4 separate regions of the Mus musculus genome follow, and all the other regions are linked to region 4. Evidence: chromatin contacts called from public Hi-C and promoter capture Hi-C data. All regions are on one chromosome and are shown on one strand. The core of a region is the stretch at or near the end of the contact, and the rest is flanking DNA. Distances in the headings are between cores, read along the strand shown. Region 1 holds the start of Nudt16 (nudix (nucleoside diphosphate linked moiety X)-type motif 16). Region 2 holds the start of Nek11 (NIMA (never in mitosis gene a)-related expressed kinase 11). Region 3 holds the start of Pik3r4 (phosphoinositide-3-kinase regulatory subunit 4). Region 4 holds the start of Nphp3 (nephronophthisis 3 (adolescent)).

Evidence for each region. A called contact is a pair of places that touch in the nucleus more often than the background predicts. Capture Hi-C pulls out chosen DNA fragments and counts their contacts.
Region 1: a contact with region 4 is called in a Hi-C map of regulatory T cells, with 10 times the contacts expected there. The contact joins the promoter of Nudt16 here to the promoter of Nphp3 in region 4. A contact is called at or near these places in 3 of 484 Hi-C or Micro-C datasets (CD4 T cells, hematopoietic stem and progenitor cells and regulatory T cells).
Region 2: a promoter capture Hi-C map of adipose tissue shows a contact between it and region 4, with 5 times the contacts expected there. The contact joins the promoter of Nek11 here to the promoter of Nphp3 in region 4. A contact is called at or near these places in 7 of 39 promoter capture datasets (the 3T3-L1 cell line, 3T3-L1-derived adipocytes, embryonic stem cells and 2 more), 2 of 484 Hi-C or Micro-C datasets (CD4 T cells and uterus), 4 of 115 datasets of contacts at active chromatin or transcription factors (embryonic stem cells, pancreatic cancer cells, pro-B cells and 1 more) and 2 of 9 other capture datasets (adipose tissue and liver).
Region 3: a promoter capture Hi-C map of adipose tissue shows a contact between it and region 4, with 5 times the contacts expected there. The contact joins the promoter of Pik3r4 here to the promoter of Nphp3 in region 4. A contact is called at or near these places in 1 of 484 Hi-C or Micro-C datasets (CD4 T cells) and 2 of 9 other capture datasets (adipose tissue and liver).

Annotation. Positions count from the first base shown.
Region 1 is chr9:105,130,028-105,135,227 of GRCm38.p6, reverse strand. It overlaps Nudt16 (nudix (nucleoside diphosphate linked moiety X)-type motif 16), which reads left to right and starts at 3,423. Exons shown (of 3, transcript NM_029385.2): 1 at 3,423-3,585; 2 at 3,666-3,935; 3 at 4,718-5,200. The coding sequence starts at 3,448. The coding sequence ends at 4,897.
Region 2 is chr9:105,393,418-105,398,450 of GRCm38.p6, reverse strand. It overlaps Nek11 (NIMA (never in mitosis gene a)-related expressed kinase 11), which reads left to right and starts at 3,164. Exons shown (of 16, transcript NM_172461.3): 1 at 3,164-3,255. It overlaps Aste1 (asteroid homolog 1), which reads right to left and starts at 3,089. Exons shown (of 5, transcript NM_025651.5): 1 at 2,786-3,089; 2 at 593-1,906. The coding sequence starts at 1,888.
Region 3 is chr9:105,639,717-105,644,275 of GRCm38.p6, reverse strand. Pik3r4 (phosphoinositide-3-kinase regulatory subunit 4) reads right to left here and starts at 1,281. Exons shown (of 20, transcript NM_001081309.1): 1 at 886-1,281; 2 at 1-80. The coding sequence starts at 39.
Region 4 is chr9:103,999,471-104,004,073 of GRCm38.p6, reverse strand. Nphp3 (nephronophthisis 3 (adolescent)) reads right to left here and starts at 1,530. Exons shown (of 27, transcript NM_028721.3): 1 at 913-1,530. The coding sequence starts at 1,293. Gm33054 (predicted gene, 33054) reads left to right here and starts at 1,715. Exons shown (of 2, transcript NR_168653.1): 1 at 1,715-1,772; 2 at 2,040-2,314.

The DNA.
Region 1 (5,200 bases), core at 2,174-4,673, 1.1 Mb before region 4:
CCCACATTGATATTTGGGGATAGGGGCCTTTGGGAGGGGACTATACTGAAATAACGCAGCCTTCATGAAAAGCATTAGTGACCTTGCAGGGGATCTGGAGAGCTCTCCAGAACCTTCTGAGATTTCAGCTACCAGGTGGCCTATGCATCAAGAACTGGGACCTCAGCAGACACCAAGTATGTCAGCCCCTTCGTCTTAGACTTCCAAGTCCCCAGAACTGTGTGAAATAAACTTTAGTTTGTAAGTCTTCCAGTCTGAGGAATTTTGTTCCAGTAACTCCAAGGAACTAAGACAATGCCTTGACAGTTTCAAGGATTACCTGTCAAATGGCGGAGGCTGGCTTGTTGCTTTCCTCAAAGTTTAGACCAGAGTTCTCTCCTTTGGGGGAGGGGAGACCTCAGGCAAAAGAGACATTATCATCACAACATATCTAGTCCCCTCTGTCAGTGTGACACAACAATGCTGGATGCTTACCTTGACACCATATGTAGCCCCCTCTGTCGATGTGACACACCTATGCCGGTTGCTGATCTTGATTGTCCCGCTAAGGTAGTGCTGGTTGATTTCACCCCCAAGCTACAAAGTTGCACTGTGGTTTTCTTCTTTTTGTACTGTTTACTCTTCGGAAGGAAGTTACTATGGAGCTCTGCTCTGCTGGAGGACAAAATAGCTGCTGAAATGATCTCTAAGTCTTCCAAGTGGAGGACCCTTTGCCGACCCTCAGCAGCTCATTCTGCATGTATCTGCATTCTAATATCAGGACAGGTATTTATTTTCTACTTTACATCATAAATAAATGAATAAACCAAAAGTAAAACCACGTTTGTTCTTCTGTTCCTCAAACTGGTTTTTGTTTTGAAAACTCAGCAGTGGCCTGTGGCTTTCTGTCTCAGAACAGTGCAGGGGTTCTCTTTTATTTGGGGGATTCTTTTTTTTTTTCTCTTTGAGGGAGGGCGTAAGGGTGGGATTGAGTTTCTTTCCTGACATCATAAGATGGTTGATGTTCACTGTATTTCACTGGGGATCTTTCTGGCTCTTCAGTGGAAGTTTTCTAAGGAGCATTGGTTTCTTTTGTTGGGCTATGATGTTATAAGCAAGTCCTGGACCCTAACTGAGTTGTTATCATCAGGCATCATGGGCTCTGTGGGCCTCTCAACTGACAGAGCAACGACAACAAGAACAAAAAAGTAAGGGGTTTATTAATCCTTGATGTAGGCATTCCCAATGCTGCTTTATGTAGATGCCTGTAGGGTTATATAGGCCAACTCAAACTCATATTAAGCTCATCCTGTTACTACAGAAAGTATAATAATTCTCTTCATTTGGAGGTGGCCCTTTTTAGTTATTATAGATTGGACCAAGATTTACAGTTTGTTTTATAAGAGTGGTAGTAATCATAGGTCTGATGTATACAATCCTGAACACCATATTTCTTATCACTCTGTTTGCATGAGGCTCTGTGTTAACTCTGTACAATACTGTAGCCCCGAGATAAGTCTGGTTTCTTTATAAATAAGGGGGGGGGCGCATGTAATTTGTTCGGGCTCCCTCACATCGGTCATGGTGGCTTTTCAAATGGTGTGTCTTTAAAAGCCAGGTTGGGAAGATGTCCTAGTCTATACATTCTCTGCCTTACAAGCATGAAGGTCTGAGTCTGGATCCTTAGCACCCCCACAAAAGCCAAGCATAGTGGGCGTGCCTGTAACTCTAGCACTGGGAGAAGGGGAGACGGGGGATCCCCAGAGTTTACTGACCAGATATTGTAGACCGTTAGTGAGCTCAGTGCATTAGTCACTTTCAAAAAATAAGGGGGGCTGGCAGTAGAGAGAGACACCCAGAGACACTCAGAATTGACCTCTGGCCTCCACACACATGTGAACATGAGCCTACGTGTCTTTTGAACACACATACATTTGTACATGCACATACACTGCACACATCCAGAAAACAAAACAAAAGAACCACCGTGTCCTCTTACTACCACCAGGAATTTTTTCTTGAAATTGGCCTGGGGTGGGGCTCTGGAATTGGAAGATATGAAGGGTTTTATAAGCTTCTTTCTTCTTCTTCTTCTTCTTCTTCTTCTTCTTCTTCTTCTTCTTCTTCTTCTTCTTCTTCTTCTCTTCTTCCTCTTCCTCCTCCTCCTCCTCCTCCTTCTCCTTCTTGTTGCCAGGTGATAATGTTTGACCAGGATGATTTGCCTGTCCCTTGGATGTTATCTGAGTAATGGCATCTGTATCGCACCTAACTCACCATGATGTGACTGCCTCAGTCAATGGCATCTCTGCCCTGCGACTCAGGGGACTGAGGCAAGATGTCCACAGGCTTTTCCTGATGGTGCCCTTATTCTTAGGATGCTGGCCTCAATCTTTGACATAAGACACAGCATCGAACCTCCACCCTCGAATCCAAGAATGGCTGCATTTACCATATGTCTGGCTCTGAGGAGAATTTTACTCCCATACTACGCTGGTTCCACCTCCACTAACAGGTCCTTAACTGGGAACCTGAGAGGGTTGAGTGGCTTCTACTAAAGTCACAAGCCTGTATCTGGGTGAGTTCTGAGCTCTACAACAAACTTTCAAGTCCAGGCTGTGACCTGAAGTCAGATCTTCTTTGAGTGTCACCTCTTCCCTTCCTTAAATACATACAGGTTCTTGATATATGGACTCAACTTCAGGTGGGGCAGCCTAGCTGAGGTGAAGGATCCTGAATGCCAGGATCTCAGCATTAGGCATTGAGTGTCCCCCATCTCTTTCCTATTTTTCTTCACAATTTAAAGTTCTGAGGGTATTTTAATTTACTCCTAGTGTGGTGGTGGTGGGGTGTCCTGTCTGACTCCTCCCCACTCTTTTCTGTGCTTTATTTCCTCAGCCAGCCACCCCTCCCCAATCTTACTGTGTGACCTGTGACATTTCCATGTCATTTTCCATGTACCAGGCGCCACATCACTACCCAGAGCCCACAGCCAATGCAGTTGGTTGTTGTAACCACATCCATTGGCCACTCCCCTTCCCCAAATGTGTTAGCTCTGTCCCTGTGCCCTCTTATAATCAGTCAATCCCCACATTTCCACCACTCAAGACTTGTTACACCCACCTCTCCTTTCCCCCATCACGCTAGGCTAGGAATAAGTTCTGAAGCCAGACTACCTTCCTCCCATCCCTAGACTCTTTGTTATGAACGGACCAACCCAGAACCGTTTTCTAAAAAATACGTTGTCCTTTGCACTGGCAGAACTCCTGCGTAAATTCTAACTCAGGTTCCAAAACACCTCCGGCCTGAGCCTGACCTTACCAAGCCTTCAGCCCCACCCTAGCCTAAGGGCCAATCCAGGGTGTCTTCGGAGCTCCTGAGAGACCCATCCTGATTGGCTGATGCGGAGTCTCGCAAAGCTCCGCCCCGAGGCGCTGGCCTCTGCAAGAACCCGGAAGTGCGAGCCTCGAGATGGAGGGGCATCGGAAAGTGGAGCTCAGCGAGGCCCTGGCGCTCGGGCCGGACTGGCGCCACGCCTGCCATGCGCTGCTCTACGCGCCCGACCCCCGCAAGCTGTTCGGCCGCATCCCGATGCGCTTCGCCGTGCTGGTGAGGACGCGTCATGCACGGCCGCTCCCCCGCCCCAGGGCTCGCGAGCCCGGGCCAACCATCATACCCTCCTCCCCCAGATGCAGATGCGCTTTGACGGGCGCCTGGGCTTCCCTGGCGGCTTCGTGGACGCGCAGGACAGCTGCCTGGAGGACGGGCTGAACCGGGAACTGCGCGAGGAGCTGGGCGAAGCGATGTCTGCCTTCCGCGTTGAACGCTCTGACTACCGCAGCTCACACATCGCGGCCAGACCGCGCGTGGTGGCCCACTTCTATGCCAAGCGCCTGACTCTGGAACAGCTGCAGGCTGTGGAAGCCAGGGCACCTCAAGCCAAGGACCATGGGCTGGAGGTGGGACCAGCCTGGGATCCACTCCAGCTCCAGTCTGTCCTCCCCCAATCCCCTTACCGAGAAAAGCCACTGGGTGGAGGAGATTTTGACCCTCCGACTTTGAATTCTTTCAAGTGGCATGAACTAGTTGGGATCTTGGTCATCTCCAGGCTAGATAATACCACCTACTCGGCCACCTTTAGCGGCCCCTGCAGAGAGCTTTTTAGAACACACATCCAAAGGTCTCTCCAGCTCTATGCTAGTGCACATGATACCCTAAGCTCTTGACTTTGGGTTCATATTTCCCTTAAGCAGACAGTGAGTCTAATGCTAGGGACGCCTGTGTGTAGAGGTGACCCTGAACCTGGGAGTGAGAGCGCTATTAAAACTGATTAGTGCGCACACTTTGACAGTGTTTAGACTGAACAGTCCATTGGAATCACTTGAGTTGGGTAAGGATGTCAGAGGAATACTTGGGTATTTGCATTTTTCTTGAGCACCCAAGTGCTACCTATACAGTGGTGTGAGTTCTGAGTTTTGAAATACTGCTACAGCCAGGCATGCCTCCTGGAGGCCGTCGCCAGTAAGGGTGAGGAAAAGGATGGAGAAGGATTGGCACGGATGGAGCTTGGAACCCAGCGTGGCTCACTTGTCCACAGAGTTTGGCTCTCTAAGCTCTCCTGAGGTGTGATTATTAGGCCCGGTTCTGCTTGGCTCTTCTCTGGAGAGTTCTGTTCCAAGGTAGATAAGGTAATGTGTTGAGGTTCTTGAGGTCCCACTTGTCCGATGTCTCCTTTTCATAGGTGCTGGGCCTGGTGCGGGTACCCCTGTACGTCCTCCGTGATGGTGAGGGAGGCCTGCCTGCCTTTCTGGAGAATTCCTTCATTGGAGCTGCCCGAGAGCAGCTACTAGAAGCCCTTCAGGACTTGAAACTTCTGGATCCTGGCATTATTGCAAAACTAAAGATCCCAGATTCTAAGTAGAATCGGACCAGCATGGACCCCTGGAACCCAGAGGGCCTTGGTATGAGGGAGGGAAGGACAAGTGGTCTCTCTTTGGGGTATAAAGGATTGTAGGTGGTGCCAGATTAGCAACAGGGAAGGATATGCACTGTTTTCAACGGAACACCTTGTCTGGTGGCATTAGGGATAAAAGGCCTTTGTAGTATCCCAGAGTCCTGCCTTATACATGGACAAACAGCCTGGAAGCTCCAGGTATGTATATGTGTAGTTCGTGGTCACACACAGCCTGACACACTGTCATCTGCCCAGTTTAACCATGATGTG
Region 2 (5,033 bases), core at 1,915-4,414, 1.4 Mb before region 4:
CGCTGAGGGACTTTTCCTGATTGGATTATTGGAGGTGGAAGACACACCTTAAATCTAGGCCATACCTTCTCATGGCAGCCCATATAGATAAAGGAAACACTTGCTCTTTGTCAGCTTGCTCTAACTCTCTCTCTCTCTGGGCTTTAAGCCCAAAGCCTAAAAAGAGCCTCATTAATAAAACAAACCCTTTAGACAGACGGACATATCAGTACTAATCTTAACTGAGCTCTCAGCTAAGATGCTGTTATGTCCACATCAAGTGCCTAGGTGCACACTTCTTTTACAGTTCAATCCTTGACACCCCCGCCCCCTTTTAAAATTACAGACTCCTACTCTAGTTGGGATCAATATAATACAATAACTGCAAAGGAAACCGGTTACCGAAGAACCCTAGAAATAGCATATTTAGTACTAAGTGCTAGGTTTGAGTTAGTACCTACACTAAGAGATTACCTAGTTCACTGGAGGTCTAGCCTTCACACACAACATGAAGGCAAGATGGCAACCCATGTGTTATATTAAGAGAGGGCATACGAAGGCAAATTATAACATACAGAAATTTCTAAGAATGTTGTTAGTCTTACAAACTTACCTCAGCCAATTTGCTCAAGTCACATTGATCCTTGAGCAGTTGCTTTGCATAAACAGTTGATGTTTTGATATTTGTATCAATTCTTTCCACTTCATTGAAAGCCAGAAGCTGGGAAGGCAATGTATTCTGGGCTATATCTTCTGCGTGTGATGGGCCATTCAAAAGGAGTCCATAGATGATTTGGCGGATGGGCTGAGATATTCTGTGAGCATTTGGCCGCTGCATGTTTTCTACCTGTGTGTGAAGAAAGGTCCTTCGGAGCACCAAAGCATCACTGATGAAAGGTGGTAGCTGGCCTTTGGCCAGAGCTCCTAGCACCCACTCTGGTAGACCCAGATCCGAAGCGTCCGTACAGACATAACTACCATACTGGAAGAAGTCCTGCAGCTTCACCGGGGACTGCTGGTACTCCTCCATGGAGCAGCAGAGAAGTTCCTTAACATTTTCTCGACTCTTCTTGGGGAGAGACTTCAGAACGTTATCTAGTGCTTCAGTGGGGTCATCGAAATGAGACAACCAGTTCAGAAGTCCCAGGACTCGGTGATATCTCCTCCCCTTAGAACTAAGGGGTAGACGTACTTTACTTATGAATGTGTCCATGATGGGCAGGTTAACATGGTCATTTCCACACAGCACCGCAAAGAGAGGTAGTAGAGCTTTGTTCATGTTGTTGAAGTAATGGCAGAATGCATTGAGGGAAAAGCTTCTGGCGGGAATGTAGTAATCTTGTGTATCTTTAATAGTGTTCAGATTTCTCCACTGGAAGCTATTCAGTGAGCAAAACCCACTTCTCAAGTCAAAAATGCAAAAGTCACTATCCGATGATAGCACAGGACAATTCCAGTGATTGGCAAGTGTCATAATGTCCCGATCTGCTTCTGAAAAGCTCTGTACGAAACATACCTCAAGCCTGATCAAAACCTGTATGAACACTTCTCGGATGAGTAAGGGGCACACATTCCCACCCCCACCAAGAGAAAGGGAACGGGCTGCTTGGATCTTCTCTTTTGCTCGATCCTTCAAAGTTGTCAGCTTTTTATCTGAAATGTCACATCCTCCATCTAATACAACATACGGACAAATATGACACACAAACAGTGATTCAAAGAATTTCTGTACAACATCTGCGAATAAATCATAGTCTCCTCCATACCTGAGCTCCAAGTCAGAATTGAAGCAAAGTCGGTGGAAGAGAGAATAGCCATCAATGATAAGTTTTGTGTTCCGCAATTTCAAATCAACGAAGAATTCATTACTATAATCTTCCACAAAGCTCATTAGTCCCCGAATACCCATGATGATCGACAGAAATCCCTGTTGAAACAAACAAAAAAAATCAATTGCTGGTCTTTTTGATGGCTATTCTTGGTTGTCAATCTGAGTATATCTAGAATCAATCAAGACCCAAACTGCAGGATACGCTGTTGAGGAACTTTGCTTGATTGGATTATTGGAGGTGGAAGACAGAACTTATATCTAGGCCACACCACCTCATGGCAGCCCATATAGAGATAAAGGAAGAAATCTGTTTTGTGAGGGTCAAGGCCAAAAGTCCTAAGCTATAAAAATGACAACCCAGCATAAGACACATAATGAGCCAATTTTTTTTTTCCTTATGGATAACTAGACCCTTGTTACAGGTCTTGAGTGTAGGGTACATTGGAGAGTAGTTTGAGCTAAGGAAAAACACAGCTTTATGCTTCTAGGATCCCAAGTATACAATTTCAACCTCAACTGGATTCTTACACCCCCTTACTAATGGCCTATCTGGCTAACAACTCATAGGATTAGTATTACTGGTTTCCCCCCTCGCCTCTGGCTTCAAATATCGCTTAGCACGATGCTATTGCCAGCCTTGCCCGTGTTTAAAATCGTGAAAGTTTTGCCAACCTTGGAATTTTTGCATTTTGATTTTTGTGGGGCTACCACATAAAAAAATGCATCCTCCTGAATTTTTTGCCTTTGGTATCAGCTTACATTATTGCACTTGATTTTTTATCTCACCTCAGATCCACCTCGGCCAACATCTCAACACTTTTTAATTCTGAATCGTCATGTCTTTCCCGGTTTGTCATGTGGTTTCTGCGAACTCACTGTAAACTAATGACTTGACCTTGAGCGAAGTAGCTCAAGGAATGCAAGCAAAGGGCAGGAAAAGGTAGGATCTAATTCCTCAACCACCAATCTTCCTACCTCAACCTGCTCCTGCCCTCCGGATCCGCCGGCTGCTTCCGCCCGACCGCCGGCTCACTTCACCAGCAGCAGCAGGTAGGATCCCGGGGAGAAACGGCAGACCCGCGGGTGCGTGGAAGACCGCGAGCGGAAACAGGAAGTGCTGCGAACGACGTCACTGGGAAGCCTGGCTCCGAGAAGCTGAGGGCTCTCCCTGGAGGAGAAAATGCTTTCGGGCCGGGTGGTGGGAACTTGGTGTGAGAGGTTGAGCCATTCCTCTCACACTTGCGGCCGCCTCCTCACCCTGCTCGCTTCGCCACGCCTCGAAGGGTCCGGCGCGCTTCCGTTGGATTGGACGCCGGAACGTCGACTTCCCAGCAGCCCCCGCGCCGTCTCCGTGGCGACGATGTTAAACAACCACGCCCTCCGAGGCAGCGAGCTCTAGGCTGACGGAGGCTTGGCCGGGCGCCGCAGGCTGGGGACCTGTAAAGGTAATGAAAGTGGATCTCTCGGGCAGCCGGGTCCCACAGCCCCTGGACCGCATTCCCCTTCGGGAGACTAAGCGCCCTGCTCCTCGATATACATTCACGCGCTCCGCGAAAAACTTAAGGTTTATTTGTTGAAGAGACAAGTTTTTTCGTTTTACCTCAGGGTTAGAGTTTACTTCTCAGGTCAGATTTAGTTAGCAGAACCTCAGGTCAAAACAGCTTCCTAGTTTTTTGGGTTTTTTGACATGGACATAAACCACTCAGTTCTTACCATCGGTAAACACTTGACTTTCTCTTTACCTGCCCCAGCGGGATGGGTACCCCAGGGATGGTTAGCACAAAGTGGGCGTCTCTCAGCTTTCTTCTAGTTCCTATTATGTTTTCTTTCCTTTACTTGTCTTTGGGTCACATTTGGTATGCTGGATCTTTCTTCGCTCTCCAAACGTTTGCTAACAACTGTATGTCAGCTGTTAGCTAGGCCCCAGGGATACAAGCATAACCTGTGTCCCTAGCACCCAAGTTCATCCTCTGCCCTAGGTTCAGATCCAGCCTGCAGTGTGTGTACATTCCATGGATACCAACTGAGATGAGGGCGACAGAGCTGATTCTGTGTGATGAGCCTGGAGAGGCTGCTCACACACTGCTGGGTTTATTACTCCATTACAAATAGAAGCTTTGGTCCTCCATCTTGAGTTCAGCTCTTTACTAAGTGGGGACTTTAATCGCCTCTCCACATTGAGAATTATTATTAGTGATCTGAAAGGCGACAGAGAGGCCATTTTTTTTTTTTGAACAGCCTAGTTTATCTAGAAATCACCACTTTTATGCCAGTCAAAGAAGCAAACAGAAGGTACCTTTTAGGACCTATTCTTTAGATTCTGCAGATTTTAGTAACGTTTCCTTGAGGAGAGGGGCATTGCTCTCACTGGGACTAGATCAAACCACAGATTAGTACATTATTTAAAGAAGACAAAATTACAAATAGGTTTTATGTTTTGCAGTTTTTTTTTTTCTGTTTGAGTGTCCTTGTAGGTTTTGTGGTAAATGTTGAGCCCACAGGTCAACACTATAACACTATTTTTTTCTCGTTGTTTTAGAATTGCTGAATATGAAAACCTAATGCCAAGGTGTACATAGTATTCAGCGTAAAGTCCTATTTTCATGTAGATTTTAAACAAAAGCACAGTTTTCAATAAAACATTCAACACTTTGATGGAATGGAGTAAGAGTGTGTTTTGTGGAATACTTTCTCATGGGACAGTTCTGCCATTCATAACATTTCATAGCTCCCTCAGGAACTGTGGCTTCACCTGTACTACACTTAGAGTCAGCTAGCTTTAAAACGCAGTCTTAGGTCTGAGGTGCATGTCCTTACTTCTAATCCAGGAGATAGCTCTGTACCCAGTGTGTACAATAGAAATGGAATCAGATCTTGCTTAAGATGGGGGGGGGGCACTGAATTGATATCCTTCCACATAGCTAGTCTAGCAAACAGACACCCCAAAACTGTGATTTAAAGTTGACATGGGCAAAAAGCAAAGGGAAGCAGAATATGCTAATCAGGGTTTAACCCCAATTTACTCTGTGCTGAGTCAAAGCAGACTGAGAGGGAGGAAAGCATCACCAGGGAGTTGGCCTATGTGTGCATTAGGGGAAGCCATGGCCCTGGGTTCGCATTGGTTTTTAAGTCGATGGGGAGTATAAATATCTAACAAAATATGAATCATAAAACAAATACACATTTCAGGAGTCAGTAAAAATGTGGCTCTAAACTATTGTGA
Region 3 (4,559 bases), core at 32-2,531, 1.6 Mb before region 4:
GATCTGGGAAGGAGCGATGCCAGCCAGCTGATTTCCCATAATGCCCAGCACCTCTGGGACAGCAGCTTAACACAGAACACCTGGGTAAAAGGATGTCGAGCAGGAGAGAGATTAAAATGGAGAGAAACAAAGAAACAGTGAAATCGCCATTATTTGGCCTTTTCCTAAAAGACATCTGTACCTTTACCTACTATGTGTGTGAATGTGAGTCCCAGATCTGTCTCAAATTCAGAAAAAATTATCTAAGTAGATTTTATTACTTTTATCTAAAAATATGGTGCTACGTCATGTCATTCTTTCCAGCCGCTAAACTGTTTAATTACATACATGCCTTCAACATTTTATTTTAGAGATAAGGTCTGTGTAGCCCAGGCTTGGCATGGAACTCTCTATGTAGCCCGAGAAGTGAGTTTGAACTCCAGATCCTCTAGCCTCCACCTCGTAAGGGCTGAGATCCCACTATGCACAACGTAGTCCCTTCAACATTAAGCTAAAAATGTTAAAAACATGCATTCACTGTGTGATACTATTAAAGTCGTAAAAGTACCGTATGCCTCGGTCCTTGTCCGGGAAAACTAGTTTACTTGCAAGTAAGAAACACGCTAAACGCTTAAAAGAACGAATCACATGATACAAACGGATCATTTTAAGTCCTGGGAGGATCAATCAGATCTATAGAATTAGCATCAACTGGGCCTTGCATCCTCGCAGTGATGTCTCCCTCCTCCTAAACCAAGGCAAACTCCTCCAGTTTGCAACAAGAAACCCCGCCAGAAACATTCAAGAAAAGTAAGCCGAAATGCACACTGCCCCAAGTTACCTAACCCCACATTTTGCAGGAACTGTCTCCCTACCCCATAGTTGAGCACTCAGGAAAACATTTACCCCAGGCCTCTGGCAACTCAAAAGTCGCTGAAAGATCCCAGGGAGGTCTTGGCAGAGCTCCGAGGGGCTTGGGCGTGAACGGAAGCCGGCCAGGAGAATGTTTTCTGTGAGGGGTCTTCTTTCAGACACGGGACCGGGGTAGTTGGGGCAGGAGCGCAGACACGTCCGAGATCTAGAGCTGGGGGTGAACAACTGGGAGAGCAAACACACTCGGGACTCCGGACACCCAGCAGCCTCGCTGCCGGCTCCTCCCCTGCCGCCCTGGGCCCCCGCGGGTTCGAGTCCCCGGATCCCAGGGCCTTTGCAGCAGCCCTGGACAGGGACAGGGACAGGGACAGTGCCCGTCCAGGAAGACGACTTCACCTGCGGCAAACGCTGAACTCCCGGGAAAGCCTCCGGGTTGACCTCACTTCCTGTTGAGATCGGAAGTGACGGACGGAGGCTTGAGGAAGCGTTCAGTAGGAAGCCGGTTGCTAGGAAACAAGGGAAGGAAGCGTGGCCTCGCTGCCTCAAGCAGGAGGTGCTTTTCTTCACTAACTCTGTGACCAATGGCTCTAAGTAAACTTACCCACGTACTTAGAAAACCTAGCTCCCCCACTAAGTTGGATTTCAACTTTATTGAGTGAGAAGCTATGTGTCATAAAGTTCGTCGGTTTAAAAAGTGCACAATTGGGGTGACACGAACCTTTAATCTCATTACTCAGGAGAGGTAGATGGATTTGTTAGAGGCTAGCCTGTCTATAAAGAGAGATCCTCTCTCCAAAAAAAAATGTATGTATGTATGTATGCATGCATGCATATTTTGTATGTACACACACAAGTTATCTCGGTATGGCAGAGCCAAAGCTGTCATGGCTTCACAGCAGGAGTAAATCTTACAGTGAACCTACACAACACCTGGCATTTTAAGTCAACCATTGGTTGGGGAAGTGTATGCACCCTACCTCTCTGTGATAAAGACTTGGCTTCTAATGTATTCTAGGAGAGAAACCACTTTCTTCAATTGACTCCCTACTGAGTGCCCACCAGACTCCAATGGATAGCCCCAAACTCACTGCCTAAACTCAGTGAGTCTTGGAAAAAAAATATTTGAAAGTGCTGGTTAATTAGGGGTGGGGGTATTACAGTAATCACATTATACATGTATAAGATTGTCAAAAAATCAAGTTAAAACCATTTTTCAAAGTGTCAAGATTGGCTGGTTTTAATTCTTTATTCATTCTATTTTTGAAAGCAAGGTCTCGTTCTGTATTTCAGGCTAGCTGAAATACATCCCCCTGCCCCAACTTACTGGGTGCTGGAATTACCTGGGTGCATCATGGTAAAAAGAATGGGTCTTTGCTGGAGTTGTGTTCTAATTTTCTTGCTTTTGCTACTGTGCTGGTTCGAATGAGAATGGCTCCCAAAGGGTTGTATATTTGAATATCTAGTCCCTAGTGGGTGGGCTATTTAGAGGACTAGAAGGTGTGGCTTTATTGGGGGAGGTGTGTCACTGGCTTTGAGGTTTAAAAAGCCTAGGCCAGGCCCAGTGTCCCTCTCTTGCTGCTGCCTGTTGACCAGGCTGTAACTCTCAGCTCCTGCCTGCCAGCTGCGATGATTGATCCCTGCCACGGTGATCTTTGACTAACCCTCTGAAACCTTAAACTGTAGCCTCCCATAAGCCTGAAGCAGGCTAAGCCAGAACTTGATCTTGCTGCCACTAAGGAGATTATCTAGGGTGGAGCCTAGAGCACTCTATTGTTCTGCCACTGCCGCTGTTCCCCTTCAAGATACTGCTACCTGCTGAGAGGCCCCAGAACTATTCTAGAGACTACACCCTATTCTGCATGTCATCACCTGCGGCTGGTTCCAGGCTCCAAGGATGAATTGGCGGGAATGGACTTCCCCGCCCCCTCTTTTATAAAGCATGTCCACCATTAAAAATTTGAACCTTGATCAGAACCCTGTCTTGGTTCCATCTTCCTCTGGTCGCCTAGTTTCCCTCTCTTTCAGCACCGGCCTGCTATTCAGGTGTACCCGTCCTTGTGAGCCGCTGGACGGCTCGCAACATTAAGCAAGCCGCTTAAGAAAATACTTTCTTTTATAAGTGTTGCCTCCCCAGCACCAAAGAGGAGAGGGAGAAAGCGGTTGTTTTTAATATATTTTTACAGTTCTATAATAGCTATAATCTGTTTCACCAAAAGGAAAAGCCTGAAGCTGTGAGCTAGCCCTCGGCCCCTTGGCCTTTACGTTCTGAGAAACTGCTAAATTATTTTCCAAAGTGCACACAGCCTTACATCCCCACCAGCACAGTGTGGGGCTCCTGATCCCTCTGTGTCCTTTCTAGCGATGACATCATCCATTTTCCATTATTAGAGCATCTTGGTGGGTACAAAGTGACATCTCCTTTTGGTTTCATTTGCAGTTCCCCGAGGATTTAATGACGTTGAGCATCTCCTCGTGTACCTGTTGCCCATTCATTCGTCATCTCTGGAAAATGTCTACTTAAATCCTTTGTCAAAGCCTTAGATGTAGCTTGGTGTTTGATTGTCTGGTCTGCTTGGGACCTCAAGGTCAACCCCCTGGAGTCTCAGAATCAAGTCATAAATACTTTGTATGCAATTGATTTTTCTTCTTTTAAAACCTTTTTAGGTTTATATGGATGGATGCTTTGGCTGCGTGTGTTTATCTGCACCACATTCATGCCAGTGCCTGTGGAGGTCAGAAGGAGGCATCAGATCCCTTGGAACTGGAATCACATGTTAAAGATGAGTGTGAGCCACCACATGGATGCTGGGACTCAAACCCAAGCCCTCTGCAAGAACAAGTACTATAAACCTCTGAGCCCCCTCTGAGCCAGATGTGCACAGTGGTGCAGGCCTTTAATCCCAGCACTTGGGAGGCAGAGGCAGAGCCTGGTCTACAGAGCAAATTCCAGGCCAACCAGGGCTACACAGAGAAACCCTGTCTCAAAAAATGAAAACCAAATACCAACAACAACACTGAGTTATCTCTCCAGCCCCAGACATTTTAAGTTTTAAGCGTTCTTTATATGGAGTCAGGCATGGTGGCTTGTGACTGTTCTTAATATGGGGTCAGGCACATTGGCCTGTGACTGTAACCTCAGTGCTCAGTGGCAGATGTGCTAGAATCAGAAGATCCAGACTTGGCCTGGGCTATATACACGAGGCCCTGTCTCAAAAAAAAAAAAAAAAAAAAAAAAAGGTGTTTTTTTTTTAATGTATTCAAGAAACACAAAAGGTTTTAATCCAAAGCTGAATTGTTTTTTAAGCATCCCTGCCAATATTCTTTTCACTCTTCTTTATCTCAGTAGGCAGCACTATCGATGACTAGGCTCCTCAAACTATAAATCTGGAAGTTGTTAGGGCATCTTTGGTACCTTCTTTGGCCAAGGTCACAAAAGGAATGAAGCAAGGGTCCACAGCAACACTCAAGCTCTGTGGCAATTTTATTGAAAGCAATCAGGCTTTTTATAGCCTTATCAGAAAGAGAATACAGTGGCAATTGCCAGGATCAATACTGTTGTAGTTGCCAGGATACGATGATGTTTTCAAGCCATGCAGGGTACACAAGATTAATGTCTAAGACCAATTGTCTTGTCAGGCTGCTAAGCTGCTGTGACTTCCAAGGGCTCATACAGAGAAGCACAAGGGCGCTTGAAAGCTTCACTGCCC
Region 4 (4,603 bases), core at 281-2,780:
ACATGACATCATACACGAGGGACACGCAAGTCCACTTTATAAGGGCAAGCACATTGGTCTCCCAGTAGAAAGTGAGGCGAGCAGGGAGCTGAGGGTGAGAACAGCTTCCCAGATAATATGCTAATAGCCCAGCAGATTCTGAAGGGCTTCATAGCTTATGGGAATGATGCCCTACTAGAAGGAAGGAGCCTTCTTTTACAAAAAAATCTGTGATGTTTATTTAAGTTCTGATGTGCCGGGAGCTCTTGGGCTGTCAGAGATCCCTCTCACAGAAAAGAAAGGTATAAACAAATGACCACCAGAGAGGCTCCGAACCCACGGCATATAGTCCCATATTTTTACTCCGAGAAGTTCTGCTTTACCTAGTATCCGAATGAATCAAAGGCGATCTGTTATAAGGCCTACAATAGCATTGCAGTAACTGTTTAGTCCATTAACTAAATGGACTAAGAGAGTTTGAGTACTCTCAGGGAAGACTTTTAATCACAACAGTTAAAAACCATAAAATCAGGAGGTTTCCAGAAAAATTCCTATCGTATCATTAAACCCCAGAATCTGCCGAACTTCGCGAAGAAAACTAACCCAAGAACTCCATTTTGGAGATACCTAAAACCGGGAGGAGTTTGTGTGTAGTTGCTCTGAGAAATTTTTCGACTTCAGGACTTGGGTTGATTCAACGTGTCTTAATGAATGAACCGTAAATTGAAAGGGGCAGGGGAAGATGCTGATAAGAAATTAGTTTACACTCAAATAATGATTCCACATAAAGGAGGAGCAGCTTTTGCACAATTTAGAAAACAACTTGGTTTGTAGCTGGGGTAGGATGGTGGTGCCACCAAGCGGCTGAGCGGTGCGCTCGGGTCTCAGTTTCCTCAGAGCCTCCCGCTTGCGACGCTCTCGGTCCCGCGTTACCTGCAGCTCCGCCCGCAGCCGCTTGTTCTCCGTGTCCAGCTTGGCCTCTCGGCGGCCCATGGACAGCAACTCCTGGTTCTTGCTGACCCGGAAGATCTCATACTCTTTCTTGAGCCGCTCGAACTCGGCCGCCGCATACTCTAGCTCGGGCACAGACGAGCCGGTGGACTTGAAGCTGGCGCCCAGCAGCCCGCCGCCCCCTGCCGCGCGAGGCAGCGACCCGGGCCCGGCTCCCGCGCCCCTGCGGAACGAGCTGCGCAGCAGGCGGGCCTTGGGTTTCACTTCCACCGGGATCTCGCAGGCCTCGCCGCCGCCTGCCCCGTACGTGTCCTCGATCACCTCCCCGCCAGTGGGACTCACCAGCGACGAGGCTGTGCCCATGATGCCCGCGGCCGGCTGAGGCTGAGAGTCGGCTGGGTGCCAGGAGGAGGCGGGACCAGGAGGGCGGGGCCTGTCAAGCGGGGCGGAGCGCCGCAGGGAGAAACCAAAATCAGAGAGGAGCGTGGCCAGGAGCAGGGAGGTGGCCGGGGCGTGGCCAGGCCTTAAGGGCGGGGCCTAGATGGTGGGGCGAGGTGCTGTAGAGGAGAGGGCGGAGTTTGGAGGGAAGAGCGGAGCAGTAAGTGAGCCGGGCCTGGTGATTGGGGAGAAGGGCGTAACGTGGCAACTAGAGGGGCGTGGTGTTGAAGAAGAGTGGCCGTCTTGAGAAGGGGCGGAGCCATACTTTCGGGGCGTGGCCGAGCAAGCTGGGGATGTTAAGGCTAACAGAGAGGGGTGGGACGTAGCAGCGAGAGGAGGTGTGGTCAGTTGAGAAGAGCAGTGCCCAGAGAGAGTGTCGGGCCAGATTTTAGGGTCGTAGCCCGGTAAGTGGGGCGTAAGGCAGCAGCAGAAGAAAGAGAAAACCAGTCAGAGAGTCGGAGAGGTGGTCCTGGCTGGACAACGAGAGGGGGAGTGGCCAGGAGTCCTGTGGGGCGGAGCCAGGCTTTGGGGGCGTGACCAGACACGCGGGGGCGTGCTCTTCTGAATGAGACCAGTAGAGGAGCTGGACAAGGGAGGGTTGAGAGAAATGAGACTCGGGAGGAGAGGAATGGGTATCACGGAGCTGGCGGCCCTGAGAACTTGCTTTGCAGGAGCAGGCGGCAGGACTGAGCTGGGCAAGCTGGGCGGTACCAGGAGATCCGGACATCCAGAAGGGAAGGTTCCAGACTAGGCCCAAACCTACAAGCTCTGCTCCCTCTGCGTGAACTTTGTCTCAGTGAGCAAGAACTAGATCACATACCCATCTGCCCCCGCTCTGCCGCAACTGTTTCTGTGGTCCTGACTAAAGGGCTCTTTTCTGGAGGCAGTTCAGTGCCTAGTGTGTCTCTCAGGAAACATGTAATAAATAATGCCAGCCAGGAAAGAACTTCGAAGCATCACCACTTGAACCCCCCCACCCCCGCGACCCTTCTCTCCCCCCACCCCCATCCTTGATAAGCTCAGGTTTTATAACGCCTGGCGATAAGGATGCCAGGGACCCTATTCTAGACGGAAGAAAATTGTTAAGTACAGGGTTTGCAGGAAGGGAACGCGTGCTACTGTTCCAAGTTGTCCTTGGTCTGCTAACTTATCTTCCTGCCCATCCCAGATTGGTACCCCAGGTTAGAGGGGACAGAAAAGTGAGCAGTGGCTTTGACTCAACACTGTTGTGAGCTGGGTGCTGGTAATCTTTATACTTGCCCTTTTCTTAGGCAGTCTCCGAATGCCAGCCACTCTCTCTGCCATCATCCTCATTACCGGGAGCCTCATTACCCAAGGGGGATATAATCTTATTCCAGTGCTTGCTTACTCCATCCCCAGCTGTAAGAAATCTGGTAGCATTTTAAGCATCAGTCCATGCAGAGCCTCCTTGGGCTGACCTAAGATAGTCTTTGGTGGCTCACTCCATCCACAGGCATCCCTAGGATTCTTGGAAAGCCAACTCTGAGATGTAGATAAGCAAGCAAGATGTCTACCAGAGAATGCTGGGTAGGTACCTGGGGCAAGGCAGGGGAATCAGTGCAAGGTTGCTCTGTGCAGCATTCCCAGCAAAGACCTCAGCCAACCCTGCAGAGACTTTTGAAGCTGGGACGGCCCTGGGGAGTTGTCCTAAGTTACCTTGGAGCTAGAACTTCAAACTTTTACTTAATCTAGCCATCTGCTCTCTTTAGCCGGTGGAGACTGATGGCTGAGAATAGTCTGCTGTCAGCACTGTCATGGCTGACATCCAATCTTTCACCCTTCATATCTATCACAAAGCAAACAGCCTTTCCTCCAAGGAACTCTGGGAATGCTGGTCCGTTTTAACTCCCACCCCACCCCCACAAATGCCCTGAACTCCTTCCCTCAAATTAGCTGGTCGTGTTTTCTCTGACCTCTTAGACACCCTTCTAGCCTTTGGACTCTCCTAAGTTGAAGGATTACATATTGATTTCTCCAGTTAGTACCATGAGATCCAAAGGGAAACATTTGCTCTATCAGAGTACCCAAAAGACTGCCCTAGGTTCTCAAAGCCTTTCTAGCTGCTGATTTCTGAGGTCTGTTCCTTCAGAGATTTGAGGACCATTCTCTAGATTTTCCTTCCTTCTCTTCTCTTCTCTTCTCTTCTCTTCTCTTCTCTTCTCTTCTCTTCTCTTCTCTCCTCTCCTCTCCTCTCCTCTCCTCTCCTCTCCTCTCCTCTCCTCTCCCCTCCCCTCCCCTCCCCTCCCCTCCCCTCCCCTCCCCTCCCCTCCCCTCCCCTCCCCTCCCCCTCCTCTCTCCTCTCCCCTCCCCCCTCCCCTCCCCTCGAAACAATCTCCTGCAGCCCAGACTGGTCTCAACCTTTCTTTGTAGCTAAGGATGACCTTAGACTTCTGGTCCTCCTGTGGGCACTACCATCCTACTTGCTGGGGTCCCAGAGTGAGTTCACAGGAGAAAGCCACTGGTCCACCTGGGCTCATCTCTCTGTTTCCTAGCTACAGATGAAATGTGAGCAGCCTTCTCATAGTCTGGCCACAAGGCCTTCCTGCTGAGAGGGGCTGTACTCTCAAATTTTGAGCCAAAATAAACCCTTCCTTCTTCCCTCCCTTCCACCCCACCCTCCCCCTCCCTTCCATCCCCTCCCTCCCCCTCCCTTTCACTCTTTCCCCCTTCCTTCCACCCCATCCATCCCTCTCCCTTCCACCCCACCCCCCTCCCTTCCACCCCATCTCTCCTCCTCCCTTTTACTCTCTCCCCCTCCCTTCCACCCCACCCCTCCCTTCCACTCCTCTCCCTCCCCCTCCCTTCCACCCTATCTCTCCCCCTCCCTTTCACTCTCTCCTCCTCCCTTCCACCCCTCCCTCCCCCTCCCTTTCACTCTCTCCTCCTCCCTTCCACTCCATCCCTCCTCCTCCTTTTCACTTCCTCCCTCTCTCCCCCTCCCTTCCTCCCTTCCTCCCATTCTCCCCTCCTTAAGTTACTTTTTTTTGTCAGGCATTTGTCACAATAATGAGAAAAGTAATACAGCATTTTACCAGCCAGGAGGGATTTCCTTTTGGTTATTATTGTTGCTATACCACCTGGGCATAAAGGTGGTGCAAAGGAAAGACCTGTTATGAACTCTGTTCTTACAGAGCTCATGGACTAGATTAATTGTCACGGTCACTCTTAAATACCGTCAAATGGCCTTGTAGATGCTCCAAGCACACATCCAGGG